Linked DNA regions of Mus musculus: all the other regions are linked to region 1. The links are chromatin contacts, called in public HiChIP or PLAC-seq maps. All regions are on one chromosome and are shown on one strand. Each heading gives the region's core, a stretch centred on a gene start, on an enhancer-like site or on the middle of the called end of the contact. The rest is flanking DNA. Distances are from core to core; before and after follow the strand shown.

Region 1 (4,016 bases), core at 573-3,072:
TCTCTTTCTGGGGTTCAGCAGGGTCTGCTCTAGAGTCTCCCTTCTGGCCCCAGTTTGGATTCCACAAAACCCCTAATGCGGGACAGGTAGGTACCTGACATTCCTCCCACACCCTGGTAGAGTCACAAGCTCAAATTTTAAAGAAATCTTTCAGTCTTTCACCCCCTATCCCATGTCCCATTATCCTTCCCAGATACCATTACTTAGTAAGAAGCCCAAAGAAAAGACCCTCCAGGATGAAAGGCCAGGCCCCTGGAAGCCAGTATGGTTAGGGAAATGGCTTTGGAATGAAATAGATCAGATAAGTTTCTGCTGTGTGATCTTAAGAAATTGTTTGACTTCTCTGAACCACAATAGTCCATGTTTGTGGCTTTCAGGGAACTCCAACCCTGTTGTGCACAACTTCCTCCACAATCATCTGTGGATCTCAAAGGCCTGCAAGAGTCCGTTCTCTTGCCCTACTCCCTTCCACATCACCAAAGAGGTTTCCCAGCCTGGATTGACCCTTGTCCTTGGGCCCTGGTCCTTTATGGCTCTTCTGAATGCCCTGATGTGAAAATGTACTGACTGAGACAAAAACTTCTTTGGCCCTCACTTCTTCCAAAGTGCCCCTGGGAACCTCCTCAAAAGCCACAGCTACCTCCAGGCAGCCTGGGCATACTCAGCGGCTTATGCCATCTGGCATCTGAGCTGCTGGGGACACATCCTCTGGTGAAGCCCTCTTCTGGGCGGCCAACTGCTGCTATAAGGCCTTAGAATGAGTCTATTCCCGCCCTTGGACTCTGAAGGCTCTGGCCTTTCATTCCCTCTTCTGCGTGAACCTGTGACTGGAGGAAAGAGTTCTGGTCAGGGCCTGGGCTCCCGTTCTTGGCAAGGAAGGAAAATGGACGGACCCCCGGCTTCCGGCTTCCTTTGGCAGCAGTCCCCTCCCTCCCCCTGCTCCAGCTCAGCTCTCTGCCCCCGGTTTTTGCATTTTTAATTCGGGACAGAATGTGATCTCTTGCAAGCTTCTTGCTTTATCCTGTTGCTATTTAAATTACAAATCGGCCCCATCTCCCTGTCACTCCAGGGTTATTTTTAGCTTCTGGTAAATAGCAGCAGGGAGAGTAGGATCAGGTGCCCCTCCCTCGAGGAGCTGTGTCCCTGCGGCTCTGTGCCCGCTGCAGGGGGCACCCTCCCTGCCAACTGGCGCCACTAGCCGTCCTGGAAGGGTGGAGGGGAAAGGGGGCAGTGGGGGCTGGGACATGCTCAGTTCCTGCTCTCAGTCTCTGGCTAGCTTTGCTAGCCTCTGTTCCCACTATCACTGCTCAGAGGCAGCATCCACCATCCTTCCTGGACCTCCCTAACCGGTCTTACTCTAGCGAGAGATCTAGGGGGCGGTTCATTACTTCCCCTGTATGCCGCTTGTCTATAATATCCTTCAAGCCGTACTACTGAGTGGATACTATTGTTCCCATTTTCCATATGAGGAAACAGGGTTAGAGGTGAAAGTTTCACAGGCTCAGAAGAGTCAGCGCTGGTTTCCGGGAACCCTCAAACCCTCAGACCCCAAGCCCATGTGCCCATGTGTGGAAATTGCTGCCCGTGTTGGAATGGTCTCTGCCCAGGTGGATTACCGCATCAGTGTGCTGTCTACTGAGTCATGGCTCCAGGGCCTCATCCGACCCACTGCCTGATTGTGTAGGGTCCCGTGAGCTAAGAATGGTTTCAATGGTTTCAACATTTCGAGAAACAGGAAGTACCAAAAGAATAATAGTTTGCGACAGTGAGATGACACGAGTTGTAAAGTTCAGGGTCCGTAAGCAAAACTTAAGAGGAAGCCAGGCGCCCTCATTCCTTTACACGCTGCCTGTGATTGCTTTGTGCACCACTGGCAGGGCTGAATAGCTGTGACAAGGAGCACGTGACTTCCAACGCCTGAAATATTTACTGTCTGGCCTTGTGCAGGATCCTACTTTTGTCGAGGAAAAAGTCTGAGCCTCCGCCTCCTAAGTCCGTGTCAGGCAGTGTGTCGGCAGGGCCAGAGCGTCTGGGCCATGATTGAATCTGTACAGGGATACCTCTGCCAGCCACACCCAGCAAATAATATCCATTGTACCCTCTTTTATCCAGAATCTTTCTCTTTGACGTCTCCATAGGTACAAACAAGTGGTTTTCAAACTGACAGGGCTACCAGAATTACTGGAGAGGTTTACAGATCCAGATCGAGACTCTAACCCGAGTCCAAGGCTTTAAGAAACCATTTTATTTTTTATTTATTTTTTCTTGAGGTCTTAAGAGATTGAACCTAGGATCCCACCCATGCTATGCAAGCACTTTGTCATGGAGCTACAACTCCAGCCTTAAGAATACATTTTAGGAGGCTGGAGAGATGGTTCTGCAATGAGCTGGTCTTGAATAAAACCCAAGTTCAGTTCCCAGGAACATATGGTGGCTCACAACTGCCTGTAACTCCAATTTCAGGGCATCTGACCTTCTTGTCTCTTTAGGATCCTGTACACATCTGGCATGCAGGCTTTCTCTCTCACACACACATTTTTTTTTAATCTTTTCTTAAAAAAATTCATTTAAAAAGACATACTTAGGTGATCTGGTTTGGTACCTACTGGGCATAACATTGGAGGTGGTCCACAAACACAGCATCCCTCATACCCTCTGTCTTCCTTAGCTGGAGTCATCATTGCAAGAAGTCTCTTGAACCCAACCCTAACTGGTTAGGACTCCTTCTGTGCTTGGGATAGCTTCTCCCCAGTCCAGATACACATGTGAGACACATGGGCTCTACATACTGTCCTGCCCTTTCTGATGGGATTTATTGGAAACTAGGTCCCCTTTGACCCTTCTCAAATCCAAACTTGTTTTGTTTGCTAGCTTATGATGGCTCTGGAAAGAGCCCAGAGGTACTTCTCGTCAGGCCCCTCCTCCCTAGCATCTTCTCCAATCCTGCTGAAAGCCCCTGTGGTCCTCACTTGCGTCAGAAGCAGCCTGGCCTCAGTCCTGCTTCCGCTTGCACACACCCACCCACCCTCATATTCATTGCCCCCACACTTCTGCCTGAAAGCCCTTTCTCTCCGTGAAGGGCTTTCAACTGCTTTTCTTAGCCACTCCTCACAGCAGGACTGGAGGTTTAGCTGTGAGCTAGAGCTTTATGAAAGTGGCAGGCAGAGGATGTGAAAAGGGTCACGGTGGGCCTGAGCTCCTGACAGCCCTGGGACAGCCTGGAAGAGAGTGCAGCAGGCCTCTCCGGATTTACACCTCCTCCTCTACCACAGAAGGCTCAAAGGGCCTAGAGCTGCATTCTCTTTCCAGACCCAGAGGCTCCCCTTGCCTTAATGCCTTGCCCAGTTCTGGGGAGAAGACTAGACCGCTGGCCAGCCTCAGCATGGCCTCATCCTGTACAGCCCTGCCCTGGTGCAATCCTCAGAAGAAGAGATCCAACTTGGTTACTATGCATCTTTGATGGCCTGGGACTCCCATTTTGACCTGTGGAACAGCTCCTGCATGGGGGTGTTTCAGTCCTTAGAGCTGCCTCTCCATCCCTATGTGTGCTCATGCACATATAGCATCTAGTCAATTCTTTAGTGATGCTCTGTTTTCTATTCTACAAGGCCTCTTTTCTAGCAGCAGTTGATACATTTCCCTGACTTGAATATAGGGAAAAATCTTGGTGTGGTGCTTTTTGTAGGAGCCCAGACATCCAAGAAACAGAGTATGTGTGCCTTTGTCCATGTCTCCTGACTCCCAAATCAATAATATTTCTTCCAAGATTCTTCATGTTCTGTTCTTCCCCCAGGGACACTTTCAGGAGCTCCTGTATCTTAGCTGGAGGCCCCGGGCAGGGCTCTGGAAGATCTTGGTAATGGAGTCTAGCATGCTCAAGGTTCCCAAAGCGCAGGCAGGGCTCTTGGGAACCAAACCTATTTCCTTTTCCTCTGAGCATCATCCCACTTCAGGATGGTGGCTAACTTCCCTCTCTATTCTTTCTCAAGTGATATAGGCCTAATGGCTTCATAACC
Region 2 (4,016 bases), core at 449-2,948, 430 kb after region 1:
CCTGGAGAAACACTTTGACAGAAACAAGCTGTACAGATTTCTGCCAGTGTGGCCGGCTACCTGTTGAACAGTGACTTGGTGCATACTGTCTCCTTCCCAGGCAGGAATCAATATTAATTAACCCACTCCACAGATGAGACCAAAGACAAAAGCAAGCTTGGATCAGGCAGCGAGGAAGCAGTGGAAACAGGATTCGAACCTCTGTCCCTCGCAGCTAATTCTCTTCCCCTGCAAAGGCCTGACCTACCAGGGAGAATCTGAAGCATTAGCCTGGAGGCTTTCCTCAGGTTTGGAACCATCCTCTGGCCCCCTCCTTCTGGTTCTCTCAGCTGGGTTTAGGGCCTCCTTGGAGGATTCAGGGCCTGATCATACCATTTAAGATCGTGTGTGTGTGTGTGTGTGTGTGTGTGTGTGTGTGTGTGTGTGTGTGTGTGTCTGTGTGTGTGTGTGTGTGTGTGTGTGTGTGTGTGTCTGCCCACCTGAGGACCTGGGAGCTAGAGACCCCTTCAATAGATGACAACTTGGCGCCAGAGCCCAGCTGGGGCCTGGCTGGAGCAAGGGTCCCAGGAGAGAGAAAGGCGCCTGCTCCTGATGGGGAAACAATGAGGTATGTCTCAGCTTCTACATTCTGGAGCAGTGACACCCTTCTCTTCTTCGTCACTCTCTCTCTCTCTCTCTCTCTCTCTCTCTGTGTGTGTGTGTGTGTGTGTGTGTGTGTGTGTGTGTGTGTGTGTGTATGTGTGTATGTGTGTGAAAAGGTGAAGAGAGGACAGTCACCGGTTCAACACATCATGCCTTACATCTCTGAAATTCATTCACCTGGTCTAACATCAGATGGAGGGGTGGGTCAAAGAGGAGCTCAGTTCGGTGTCCTGAGTCTTTACACAGTGGGGACCCCCCAACAGTATCCCTGGATATCCACAGGCAGATTCCCCTCCCTCAAGCAAATTGGGTTTCACTGGTTGAGGCCAATCCTTCTGCACCTGTCCTGAGATACAACTGACCAGGGAGCTGCCCAAATTCAGAAGACCCTGTCCAAGATCGCCTAGCAATCTGACCCATCTGGCCAAGCTAGCTGGGAGAGGGGTTCACGACTCTTCTTAAAGGACCAAGGGTTTTGAATTGGGGCCTCTGGGCCCCCAACCCCTTAGCCTACTTCCACCTTGGGTTAGATACCTTGAACGCGGCAGGATAAAGTCTGGGCGGATTGCTGCACCGGGAATTCCATCCAAACCCCAGACCCACTCCCGCCAAGGTGGAGGGGAAAGGCGACCTCCCAGGTTCCTGCCCCAGATCCACCTCAATCACCCCACCCCATGACACGGAATGGCAGAAGGAGCTGCGGGGGGCCACGCGGTGGCCACCAACCTGGACTGGAGGTTGTGGGGGCTGGGGGCTCGGCCGGGAAAGGACGCCGCCCTCAGGGTCTCCAAGGATCCCGAGGTTCCGGGCCTCGATCCTTACCTGAAATTGGGAGGCGACGCGATGTGCAGTCCCAGGAATGGGGAAGCGGCCGGTGGGGACGCGGCGCCCCCGCCCAGGCCGCTCTCTCGCTCCGCCATTCCGGGGTGCAGCCCTGGCCATCCGGGCGGAGAGCGGCGCGGGAGGCGGCGGCGGCGGCGGCGGCGGCAGCAGCGGAGGCGCGTGGAGGAGGCCGCCGCCGCCGCGGGGTTCGGACTGAGCTGGGGCGGGCGCGGCTCCGGACAGCGCGCCGCTTCGCCTGCGGCCCCCGCGAGAGCGCCCCGCGCGCGCCCCCGGGCCGGCTGGGGTCTTGTGGCCCCGCCCCCGCCCCGCCCCGCCCCGGCGCTCTCCGAAGTGCTGACGCTTCGATCCCGTGGCCCTGGGTCCCCTCGGCCTCCCTACACATCCCAGGGACATTCCAAGCACTGGCAAAGCTTTGCTCTCCTCAGAGCTGGACCTAGATCGAGGGCATCAGCGGATGGCAAGATCCTGCTCCCCAAGTCCGTCTTTGGCCTTCCACAGCAACTGGGGTAGGAAAAGGGTTACAGAAGATGGCTGAGAAAGGAGAGATGGTGGTGGAGTGGGGTCCAAGAGCAGTCAGCTATGGGGCCAGGTGACCTAAGACCACAGCTTGGTTCCACAAGTGAACAGGCAGTGGAGAATTGCATTAGTGACCTCATAGTTCCAAGGCTTGTCTTTCCCATGTGTGAAATGGAATATGAGCCCTCCATGAGCATGGGGAGGAAGAAAAACGATAGAAATACTTGTCCCTGGGAGCTGGGAACACCCACCTGTGCACTGGGATCACCTCCCGCAGAAATCTCTGAAGGCCACCTCTATCAAGACCCACCCTTTAGTTTTGTTTTGATTTTTGAGACAGGGTTTCTCTGTATAGCCCTGGAACTCACTCTGTAGACCAGGCTGGCCTCGAACTCAGAAATCCGCCTGCCTCTGCCTCCCAAGTGCTGGGATTAAAGGCGTGCGCCACCATGCCCGGCCTAAAAATGTGTAGCCCAAGCTGGCCTCCAACTCGTGATCCTCCTGCCTCTGCCTCCTTCAGCAAAGACCCCCTTGAGCCCTGACCACCCCTGATAACCTGAGTGATGCTTTTGGTTTCTTAGCCCTGTGAAGCCTCTGTATGCCAGGACTACCCCATCACTTGTTTTTCTTTCATTTCCAGTTTGTCCTGGAAGTTACCATGTAGCCTCAGCTGACTAAGAACTGATGACAATCTTCTTGAGTCTCCTGCTAAACTGGGGGATTAGTGTGAACTCCTGTGCCCAGTTCTCAGCACCTGTCTTCCCACTGCGTTTTCTATCTAGCACCCCTTTTGCACTCACACAGTCCTGAACTGGCTTCTCCTACCCTAAGGCCTAGGACCTTCCTCATCCCCAGGGCCGGATTCTTGAGAGCTTTGTGGTTGCTTCTGTTCCTTGCACCCACTCTGGGTCTAGCTGTGCTTTCTTCCTGGTTCTCTATTGGGTTTTCTCACACAACACCGTTTACCAAGACTCGAGTCCCCGTTTTTGGTGGCTCAGAGAGCCTCCCTGCCAGGTCACCTCTGGCCACAGACCCTGCCCTTCACATAAATGGAGCAGGACAGACCAATGTTCTACAGTCTGTGCAAACTTGATTGCCTCCTTCCCCTTTCCAGCAAGAAGCGTAGGCACCTACCTTGTAGTACTCAATCTCCCTGCTTCAGCCCTGAGAACACTCCAGAACCTAAAGCCAGAGGCCTTGGCTGCCTCTCCCCTCCCTGCCACTGATGCTTCAAGAGGTAAAGGTTTGGTCACTTTAACTCTCTGCTCTGGCTCAGGCCTCTCACAGGAGGCCCTGCCCAAACCATCTGCTGTTAAGGCACCTTCCTCCCTCCCTCCCTCCCTCCCTCCCTCCCTCCCTCCCTCCCAGGAAAGCAGCCATGCCTGATTAGCATGGTTAATGTGTGCTTGTCTCCACTGGGCAGCATCCCCAGGAGGTCAGAAGTGTGTGAGTATGTAGGACAGTTCCCTCTCATAGAACCTCTGCTCAAGAACAAAGGTATCTCAGCTTCTCCAGCCACGCCAAAGCTACATGAGAAGCCCAGAGAGGGAGGCCAGTCTTAGTAGAAAGTAGGCCAGCAGAAGCTTGGAGGCAGAGCCAGGAATGAGATGTGCCCTAGAGTAAAGCTCTCCTTCTGTTTATAGAGCAGACTGTGATTTTCTTTGGCTTTGCATGAGCCCCTCTCGCACCAGGAACACCCATGTGCACGGCATTCTGGCCAGATGGTACAAGACAGGGCCAGCATCCAGGCCTCAGGCTTGGCAGTAGCTTCCTTAACTGTGTCTAGAGGGCACACATACCTTCTTAGCACATTATAAAGAATGGACGCAGTACTCTGGATCTCAACAGGCTACTCAGTACTACTGAGAGGTGGCACGCAGGAACTGATCTTGGTACCCTGTGTGGTTTGGGCTGACTTTTGTTGCTAGCATACCACAGTAGTTTACAGTCTCCTCTATCCAAGGGAGAATAAGACTCCTCACTCCAACAAGCCCAACACGGCTTGCCTTAAAGCT
Region 3 (4,016 bases), core at 1,121-3,620, 300 kb after region 1:
ACAGGACCCAGTAGCTGGTATAGTGGCACATGCCCTTAATCCCAGCACCCAGGAAGCAGAGGCAGGTGGATCTCTGTGAGTTTCGAGCCAACCTGCACTATACATTGAGTTCCAGGCCAGCCAGTACTACATAATAAGCCCCTGTTTAAAAAAAAAAAAAACATTAATAGAAGTCTGGGATGTAGCTTAGTGATAAGCTACTCGCCCAGCATGTGCAGTGTTCCAGGTTCAGTTCTTCATGCCACAGTGATATACACACGCACATATATACACACACATATATATTTAATATACATATACATGTAAAACCATGAGATATTGTTTTACCACATGGGCAAAGTAAATATACATAATATCAACAATAATTATTGATATGGAGTTGAGAATCCTGTGTACTAGTGGCTGGTTTGCCACATGGGGAGCAGCATTTGTATTTTGTAGCAAATCTGAAATGTGCACCTATGTGTCTTATTCTAGAGCATCATTGTCCAGTGTGGCTGCAAATGTAAAGTAGTCTTTTCTAGTTGCTGCGTTACAACAAGAAAATAGGTAGGAGTCATTTTAAGTTATGATCATCAGTTTTAACTACATATTTTATAAAATGTACTATTTCGCTGTAATTTTAAATCTAAATACTTAATTTAAATTCTGGAATCTAAAATACTTCAACATATGATCAACATTGTAAGTCTCCTGTGAGCTGTTTTACATTTTTTTCTTTACAAAGTCTTTTAACCTGGTGTTTGTATTTTCTACCTGTAGCATGTCTCATTTTCTATAGCCGCATTTCCATGTTCAATAGCCACATGTGGCTAACAGATACTGTACTGGACAGGGTAGCTCTAGAGGTGCCCTTAGTGATGCACAGAGGGACTTGTTTACAGTGGACTTTTTCATAATAGCTGAAACAGAATCAATCCGAGCATCTTTTGACAAATAAATTGTGGTATATTTTTAGAGTAAAATGATATACTACAGTTACAAAAGAAAAATGAATGAACTACAGATTTGTTAATCATCATGGGGAATTTTGCAATACTGGAGGAAAATTAAAATTACAGAAGGATACTTAAAAGCTATTAAAATATAATTGGGACCTGTGTAGTTGAAATGAGAACTTGGCTAATGTATGAGGTTGTGAGGCCCTAGGTTCAATCCATAACAACACACACACACAGTTACAGTTTGCAGGTACATATGTAGTAAAGTCGTAAATTAAAATGAGTGAAAAATTCAGAAGTAGTTTTCTTACAAGCCAGAGAACGATACAACTGGAGAGAAGTGGCTTGCAGATAGATAGATGACACATGTCATTAATGCTCAGTATATAGTTGATATTCAGTTTCACTAATCAAAGAATAATGATAATGAAGTGGATTTCTTTTTGCCTGTGAAACTTGTTAAAAATGTGAAGATGTGGTGGTGTGGCTTGGCACTGATCCCAGTGCTTAGGTGACTTAAGCCCAGAAGCTTGAGAGCTCGAGGCCAGCTGTGCTACAAAGCAGGTGCTGTGTTGAGCAGTCCTGTCTCTGTGAACAGTTCGTGTACTTGGAGAGCAGCAATGCCCACAGATGATAAGACTGTGCAGCCCTTTGGCTAATAGAAATCTACATTTTAAATTGATTTCAGTGTTTTTGTCTTTAGTTTTGGGTTGGGAGTGTTGTTTACTCTGATCATGAATGTTTGGTATATGCAAGGCCCTAACTTCAGTCCTCTGCACCAAAAGAAAAGATTTAAATGAAAATACATTTCTGTTTTTCTGTGAGATGCTCATTTTATGCAGCTGCAGTTATCCTAAGGATAATGGATGGTGTTCTATTCCAGTGGATCTCAACCTGTGGGTCGAGACCTTTGGGGTCACTTACCAGATATCCTGCATATCTGATATTTACATTTTGATTCATAACTAGCAAAGTTAGAGGTACGAAGTAGCAATGAAATAGTGTTATGGCTGCAGGTCACCACAGCATGCATTGTAGTGAAGGGTTGCAGCATGAGGAAGGGTGAGAACCACTGCTCTAGACTTACTAAGTTAGACCCCAGTGCCAGCCAGTCCATGTTTGAGAAACGGCTAGAGATTGGCACAGTTCCCAACCTTTTTCATCTGAGTTTTGAGACTGAACCCAGGCTCCCATGCACAGTGTGGAGTGTTCAGACGCTGAGCTGTTCCTCTATGCCCAAACATTTTTCTTTAAACCAGCATTTACGATCAGGTTTTGACTGATTTGGCAATCAGCAAATAAAACTATTGTCTTTATTTTGGTGTAGAAACGAACAAAAAGCTGTGCATTTGGGGAAATTGGGTAGCTATGTGACCCTATTACAATCTAGACCTCAAACCTGCTGCTAGCTTTAATCAGGCATTCATGTCTCATTCTGAGTGAGAGTCGCTTCTGAGTATTCAGGGATACTTTCACTTTGAATAGAGTGCTAATAATAAAGTCTCTGGAAGAGAAAAAATTACTGAGTACTTTTCTGAACAGTGTTTGGTCTCAGAGTTAAAACCAGAGGAAAAGAGTCCCAGCCAGGTGCTCTGGATTTGACCTGCCTCCATACCTATTAATCTGAAGAGAGCCTGAGACCCAAACAGTGGAGGAAACACACAGCCTTTCGTCTTCCACATGTGTCTGCTTTAGACAGAGTACGTCTGTGCTGCTTTTCTCTCCTAAAGAGTATAGTTCCCACTAGCCTTCTCTTACGCTTGCAGCTCTGAGTCAGTCTGTCTATCTGTCTGTCTGTCTGTCTGTCTGTCTGTCTGTCTGTTTTAGCCAAGGAAGTGACATATCAGTCCAAACTGTGGTTTCTTGATTATGAACTTGGCAGGCCTGTGAAAGATGGGTAGCCAAGGAGCTAAAGGGATCTGTAACCCTATAGGTGGAACAACATTATGAACTAACCAGTACCCCAGAGCTCTTGACTCTAGCTCATATGTATCAAAAGAGGCCTAGTCGGCCATCACTGGAAAGAGAGGCCCATTGGACTTGCAAACTTTTTATGCCCCAGTACAGGGGAACGCCAGGGCCAAAATGTGGGAGTGGGTGGGTAGGGGAGTGGGTGGGAGGGTATGGGGGACTTTTGGGATAGCATTGGAAATGTAAATGAGGAAAATACCTAATAAAAAGTATTAAAAAACAACAACAACAACAAAGAAAGATGGGTAGCTTCAGTTATTACTGCAGTTGGGAACTAAGAAAACATGTTTCTGACACAGGCAGGAGGCAAAAGACTTGCTGAGGAGAGTTTGGAATGGATGTATTGCAGAACAAAACTCAGGATCAGGCATTGATTGAAATGGCCACATGACAGGAAGAAATAATTCTGCAGGTTTGAGCTCATGTGCTCCCTGATAGACTGTGCGCTAGGTGCTCAGTACTGCCTGACATGCTAGTCCTCCGAGAACTCTGGCACTGGAGTTCTTCATGGTTCTATCTTGTTTGCTGTGTCAGTTACTGACCTGAGAGAAAATACAGGTGTGTCAGGATTCTCTCTGATCAGTTACCCCCATTTCCTTCACATCTTGCCCAGAGTACAAGTTGTTCTTAGAATCTCTCCCTCTCCCTTCTCACTCCTCCCTCCTTCCTCCTCTCATTCCTCTCCTCTCCCTTCATCCCTTTCTCCTCCTATCTTCCCCTCCCCTATTTTTCCCTCTATTGTATGGAAGAAAAAAATATTCAAGTTCTTTAAAATGTGATCTTAAAAAGATTTAAAAATAGTTGAATGAGAACATAAAATATTTCATCACTTTTTGATTGGGGGGGAAGGTGTATGTAGTTCTGGCTGTCCTAGAACTTGCTATGTATACCAGGCTAGACTGGATTTACAGAAATCCTCCAAATGCTTGGATTAAAGACTTGTGCCACTATATTTTTAGTGAAAATTGATTTTGTTATTTATGATACAATTGTTTGAAAATATTAAATTTATGTTTCTGGTTTTACATTCAAGGCTGTTTAAAAATTATTTTTAGGTACATTCAGAGAGTAGACTAATGATAATATATAGCAATAAAAAATTTT
Region 4 (4,016 bases), core at 727-3,226, 280 kb before region 1:
ATCATCTCACTCACTGGGCTGGCATACACAGAAAACAGAAAGGGAAGCTGGAGAGACTACAGTAGCGAAGAGTGCTGGCTGCACAGTACTGATGACTAGAGTCGGGCCCCAGCACCCACAAAAGCCAGACCTGCTACATGTACCTGTAGCTCCACCTCTGAACAATTAACATCCTCTTTGAACCACCTGAGCACAAGTGTATACACACCACACATAAATAAGCGCACACGCACGCACGCTGCAGACTGACATTTAAGGACTGGCAAGATGGTTGGGTAGATTAAAGAAGTTGCCAGCAAACCTGAGGAACTAAATTCAATCACCATGACCCACATGGTGGAAGGAGGGAACAGACTCCTCTAAATTGTCTGCTGACTTCCACAAGTGCTGTGGTATGTGCACATTCGTGCATGTGTGTATACATCCCCACACACCCTACACCCCCACAAACACACCCACACAAACAAAAGGAGTAATAAGAATGTGAAGGGCTGGTGAGATGGCTCAGCAGTTAAGATCACTGACTGCTCTTCTGAAAGTCCTGAGTTCAAATCCCAGCAACCACATGGCGGCTCACAATCATCTGTAATGAGATCTGATGCCCTCTTCTGGTGTGTCTAAAGACAGCTACAGTGTACTTCCATATAATAAATGAATAAATAAATCTTAAAAAAAAAAAAAAGCCGGGCGTGGTGGCGTACACCTTTAATCCCAGCACTCAGGAGGCAGAGGCAGGTGGATTTCTGAGTTTGAGGCCAGCCTGGTCTACAAAGTGAGTTCCAGGACAGCCAGGGCTATACAGAAAACCCTGTTTTGAAAAACAAACAAACAAACAAACAAACAAACAGAATGTGAAAAGGGAAAATGGGAATACAGAGCAGTGCTCACACGTGTAATCCTAGCACTGGGAAGGCTGACGTGGGACTGTATGGGTTTGAGGCCTGCCTGGATTACAAAGTGAAACCTTATCTCAAAACCAAGAGTCAGCCAGATGAGCGCTGGAATTTTCATTTCTCTGCATCCTGATCCCACATGATGAGCCAGCAGCCTCCAGCCTTCAGGATAGACTACATTCTCTCAACTATGAGACAAAACAAAAGCTTCCTCCCTCAGGTTACTTCAAGAATTTGGTTACAGAACAAGGGAAGTCACTAACACACTGGACGTTCTGGTGTTAGTTGAAGCAGTGAGGAAGATGCCGAAAGGCTGCCCATTCCAGTTCAGTCTTTGTTCCCATCCCAAGGGAACATACAGTGCCAACAGCCTGAGATAACACTTTGACATTTCTACAGACAGCCTTATAAAAAAAATTTTTTTGAACAAGTAGCTGTGGAAAATTGGAAGCTACTTTTTAGTTACACCCCCAACTCCACCCCCACACTTCACAGTTTGGTTTACAACAGACAGAAGTATCCCCGAAAATGGGTAAGCTGCAAGCTGTTATGCTACACTTCCAACGGCGGCTCTGTAAGGGAGAAGTATGATAATATTTCTAGCTGTCCCCGGCTCAAGAAAATGGCCATATTACCTTGAGGGCAAAAAACTTAATAAACTTGTCCAAGTCCTTCCTGTCCTGGGAGCTGAGTTCAGTTTCCATTGCCTGCTGGAACCTGTAACAGAACACAAGAGAAGCGATGACAAATGTGACTAACCTGTTTAAAAACAGATCACTACGTCAGAGCACAGACGGGAGCCTACTAGCTGTACAACAGTCATGTGGGAGTGGGAGAAGAGATTTCCTTCAAAGATACCAAAGGAGAAAACATTAAAATACTATCACTTGAGGAAACTAATCCCACACAAGCAGCCATATCTAGGAACCTACGAAATATGAGGTCAATTAGACTCACTCTGAAGTTTTGAATATGATGGAGGGGAGGGGCCAAACTCCAGTGCTGTGGGCTTCTGGAGACTTGTCTCTACCCTTCCATGTTGCCATAGGGATGTAGACACATGACTGCCTGGCTTTACGTGAGTTCTAGGGACTCAAACTCAAGTCCTCAAACTTGTGCAACAAGTACTTTACCCAATGAGTCACCACCCAAGCCAGATTGTGAAACTTTGAGCTTTAAATAGAATTTATCTAACTTTCATGAGAAGCATTGCTAACACAAATGAGTTAATCTACATTACTTCAAAAGACCACCAATCACTCTCACTTTTGAAGACTCCAGATCTGTTCTGAGAAGCTAGTGACAGGAAAAGCTATCTTCAGAATAAAGAACTCATATGGGAACACTTCAGTCTCAAGGAAGATCACAAATTTCCAAAGCACATTGGTGCCCACCCTCTCATCTAGCCTAGGGTAAACGTGTATGAACTGGTTTGAAATGATAAGAAGGAATAAAACATTTAGGAAAAGAAGAGCATGAATGTCATGCTAGTAATGGAGTAAAAGATGTTTGGAAATATGAAGTATCCATTTTCTTTTCTTTTCCAAGACAGACAGACATTTTGCTTCCTGAGACCCGCTTCTGAAACTTCATGCCCAACATTATTCAGTAATTCAGGGACTAACAACGCTTATAAGAGCAATCATCCACAATGCTAGAGAGGTAGCTCAATGGTTAAGAGCACTTGCTGGATAGAAATTTGGATCCCAGTACCACGTCAGTTCACAGATGCCTGTATCTCTGGCTCCAAATGCTAAGAGGCCTCCTCTGTTTTCCCTGGGTGCCCCACCACACAGACGTACACTCATATAAATTAAAAACAACACACCTGGGCTAGCGCACTAGTTGTTTGTCCAGAGGGTCTCAGTTCAATTCCCAGAACCTACATGGCAGCTCACAACTGTAAGTAATTCCAGTTCCAGGGGATCTGACCCCCTCATACAGATATACATGCAGGCAAAACACTAATGTACAATAAAATAACAAAAAATTAAAAATAAAAAACACCCTAGAATCCCATAAATGTTGGATGGATGTGGCAGCCCATCTGTAATCCCAGTCCTTGGATCCCAGAGCAAGCTGGCTAGCTGGACTAGCCACATCAATGAGCTCTGAGTTCAAGTTCGAGACCCTGACTTGATACATAAGGAGAGAAGCAACTGAGGAAGATACCTGATATCAAACTGTCTTCTTCATGCACTGTACATACACATATATATATGTGCACATATATATATGCACTGTACATACATATATATATATATATATATATATATATATATATACATATACATGTACTCCCACACATGCATAAAAACACGAAAAAAAGGGGAGAAAGGAAACGCACTCAAATAGGCAAAGAAGTTAAGAGTCAAGCATGATGACCCGTGCACCCGACTCCAGAGCTTGGAAGACGGAGGCAGGATTTAATTTATTTATTTTTTGGTTTTCGAGACAGGGTTTCTCTGTGTAGCCCTGGCTGTCCTGGAACTCACTCTGTAGACCAGGCTTTCCTGGAACTCAGAAATCTGCCTGCCTCTGCCTCCCAAGTGCTGGGATTAAAGGCGTGTGCCACCATGACTGGAGAGGAGGATTATTTTGAAGCTTGCTTGTGGACTCATCTCTATCTCAAAACAAGAGTAAAAAGGGGCATAAGCTGGGCATACAGCTTAGTAGTAGACAACTTACCTATCATGTGTGAGGCCCTAGATTCAACATTCGACAAAACAAAACTGAAAAGTTAAACCATTCTTGTTTGCAGAACAACTTTACAAGTTAAAAAAAAATTAAAATAAAAAAATTTGGACCTTATGGCAAGTGCCTTTAATCTCTGCACTGTGGAGAAAGAGACAGGCAGATCTCTATGTACTTAAGATCAGCAGGGTCCACAGAGGGAGCTCCAAGATAGCTCGGGCTCTGTAGAGAGACACTGACACTGACTTAAAATAAAATAAATAAACACCCTAAATACTCTAACAAAGAAACCATTACACTTAAAAATTGAATCCAGCAAAATTTCAGTATGATACTGAAATTGGTACCTTTACATATACCAAGGAAAACTATGTAAATAGAAAAGGTAAAAAAAAAAAGTAATATACAGCTACAAAGACTATTTATTAA

What was found. HiChIP or PLAC-seq counts read pairs in DNA pulled down with a chosen protein or histone mark.
Region 2: an H3K4me3 HiChIP or PLAC-seq map of forebrain shows a contact between it and region 1, with 6 times the contacts expected there. The contact joins the promoter of Mapk8ip1 here to the enhancer-like site in region 1. A contact is called at or near these places in 10 of 39 promoter capture datasets (the 3T3-L1 cell line, cranial neural crest, embryonic stem cells and 5 more), 1 of 484 Hi-C or Micro-C datasets (embryonic stem cells) and 13 of 115 datasets of contacts at active chromatin or transcription factors (acute myeloid leukemia, bone marrow-derived macrophages, craniofacial prominence and 7 more).
Region 3: a contact with region 1 is called in an H3K27ac HiChIP or PLAC-seq map of microglia, with 7 times the contacts expected there. The contact joins two enhancer-like sites. A contact is called at or near these places in 4 of 39 promoter capture datasets (HPC-7-derived erythroid cells, liver and maxillary cranial neural crest), 1 of 15 datasets of contacts at CTCF or cohesin (the NIH/3T3 cell line), 1 of 484 Hi-C or Micro-C datasets (cerebral cortex), 3 of 115 datasets of contacts at active chromatin or transcription factors (bone marrow-derived macrophages, microglia and stem cell-derived neural progenitor cells) and 1 of 9 other capture datasets (macrophages).
Region 4: an H3K4me3 HiChIP or PLAC-seq map of bone marrow-derived macrophages shows a contact between it and region 1, with 3 times the contacts expected there. The contact joins two enhancer-like sites. A contact is called at or near these places in 4 of 39 promoter capture datasets (the C10 cell line, embryonic stem cells, macrophages and 1 more), 6 of 115 datasets of contacts at active chromatin or transcription factors (the 230-238 cell line, bone marrow-derived macrophages, fibro-adipogenic progenitors and 3 more) and 2 of 9 other capture datasets (adipose tissue and liver).

What each region holds. Positions count from the first base shown.
Region 1 is chr2:91,970,594-91,974,609 of GRCm38.p6, forward strand. It overlaps a transcript of Dgkz not described here. Among named protein-coding and RNA genes, the nearest start is that of Dgkz, 22 kb to the left of the region's middle. Within about 2 kb of position 1,823, at least 145 of the 459 cell types and tissues checked have an H3K27ac peak or open chromatin away from gene starts, as enhancers often do. A contact at or near this core is called in acute myeloid leukemia, adipose tissue, bone marrow-derived macrophages and 7 more, where this site is marked.
Region 2 is chr2:92,399,565-92,403,580 of GRCm38.p6, forward strand. It overlaps Mapk8ip1 (mitogen-activated protein kinase 8 interacting protein 1), which reads right to left and starts at 1,699. Exons shown (of 12, transcript NM_011162.5): 1 at 1,465-1,699. The coding sequence starts at 1,562.
Region 3 is chr2:92,271,226-92,275,241 of GRCm38.p6, forward strand. The region is part of intron 6 of Phf21a (PHD finger protein 21A); the gene reads left to right. Among named protein-coding and RNA genes, the nearest start is that of Mir1955, 81 kb to the left of the region's middle. Within about 2 kb of position 2,371, at least 61 of the 459 cell types and tissues checked have an H3K27ac peak or open chromatin away from gene starts, as enhancers often do. A contact at or near this core is called in bone marrow-derived macrophages, cerebral cortex and microglia, where this site is marked.
Region 4 is chr2:91,694,390-91,698,405 of GRCm38.p6, forward strand. It overlaps Atg13 (autophagy related 13), which reads right to left. Exons shown (of 17, transcript NM_001355419.1): 2 at 1,529-1,610. The coding sequence starts at 1,597. Among named protein-coding and RNA genes, the nearest start is that of Atg13, 14 kb to the right of the region's middle. Within about 2 kb of position 1,977, at least 55 of the 459 cell types and tissues checked have an H3K27ac peak or open chromatin away from gene starts, as enhancers often do. A contact at or near this core is called in adipose tissue, bone marrow-derived macrophages and macrophages, where this site is marked.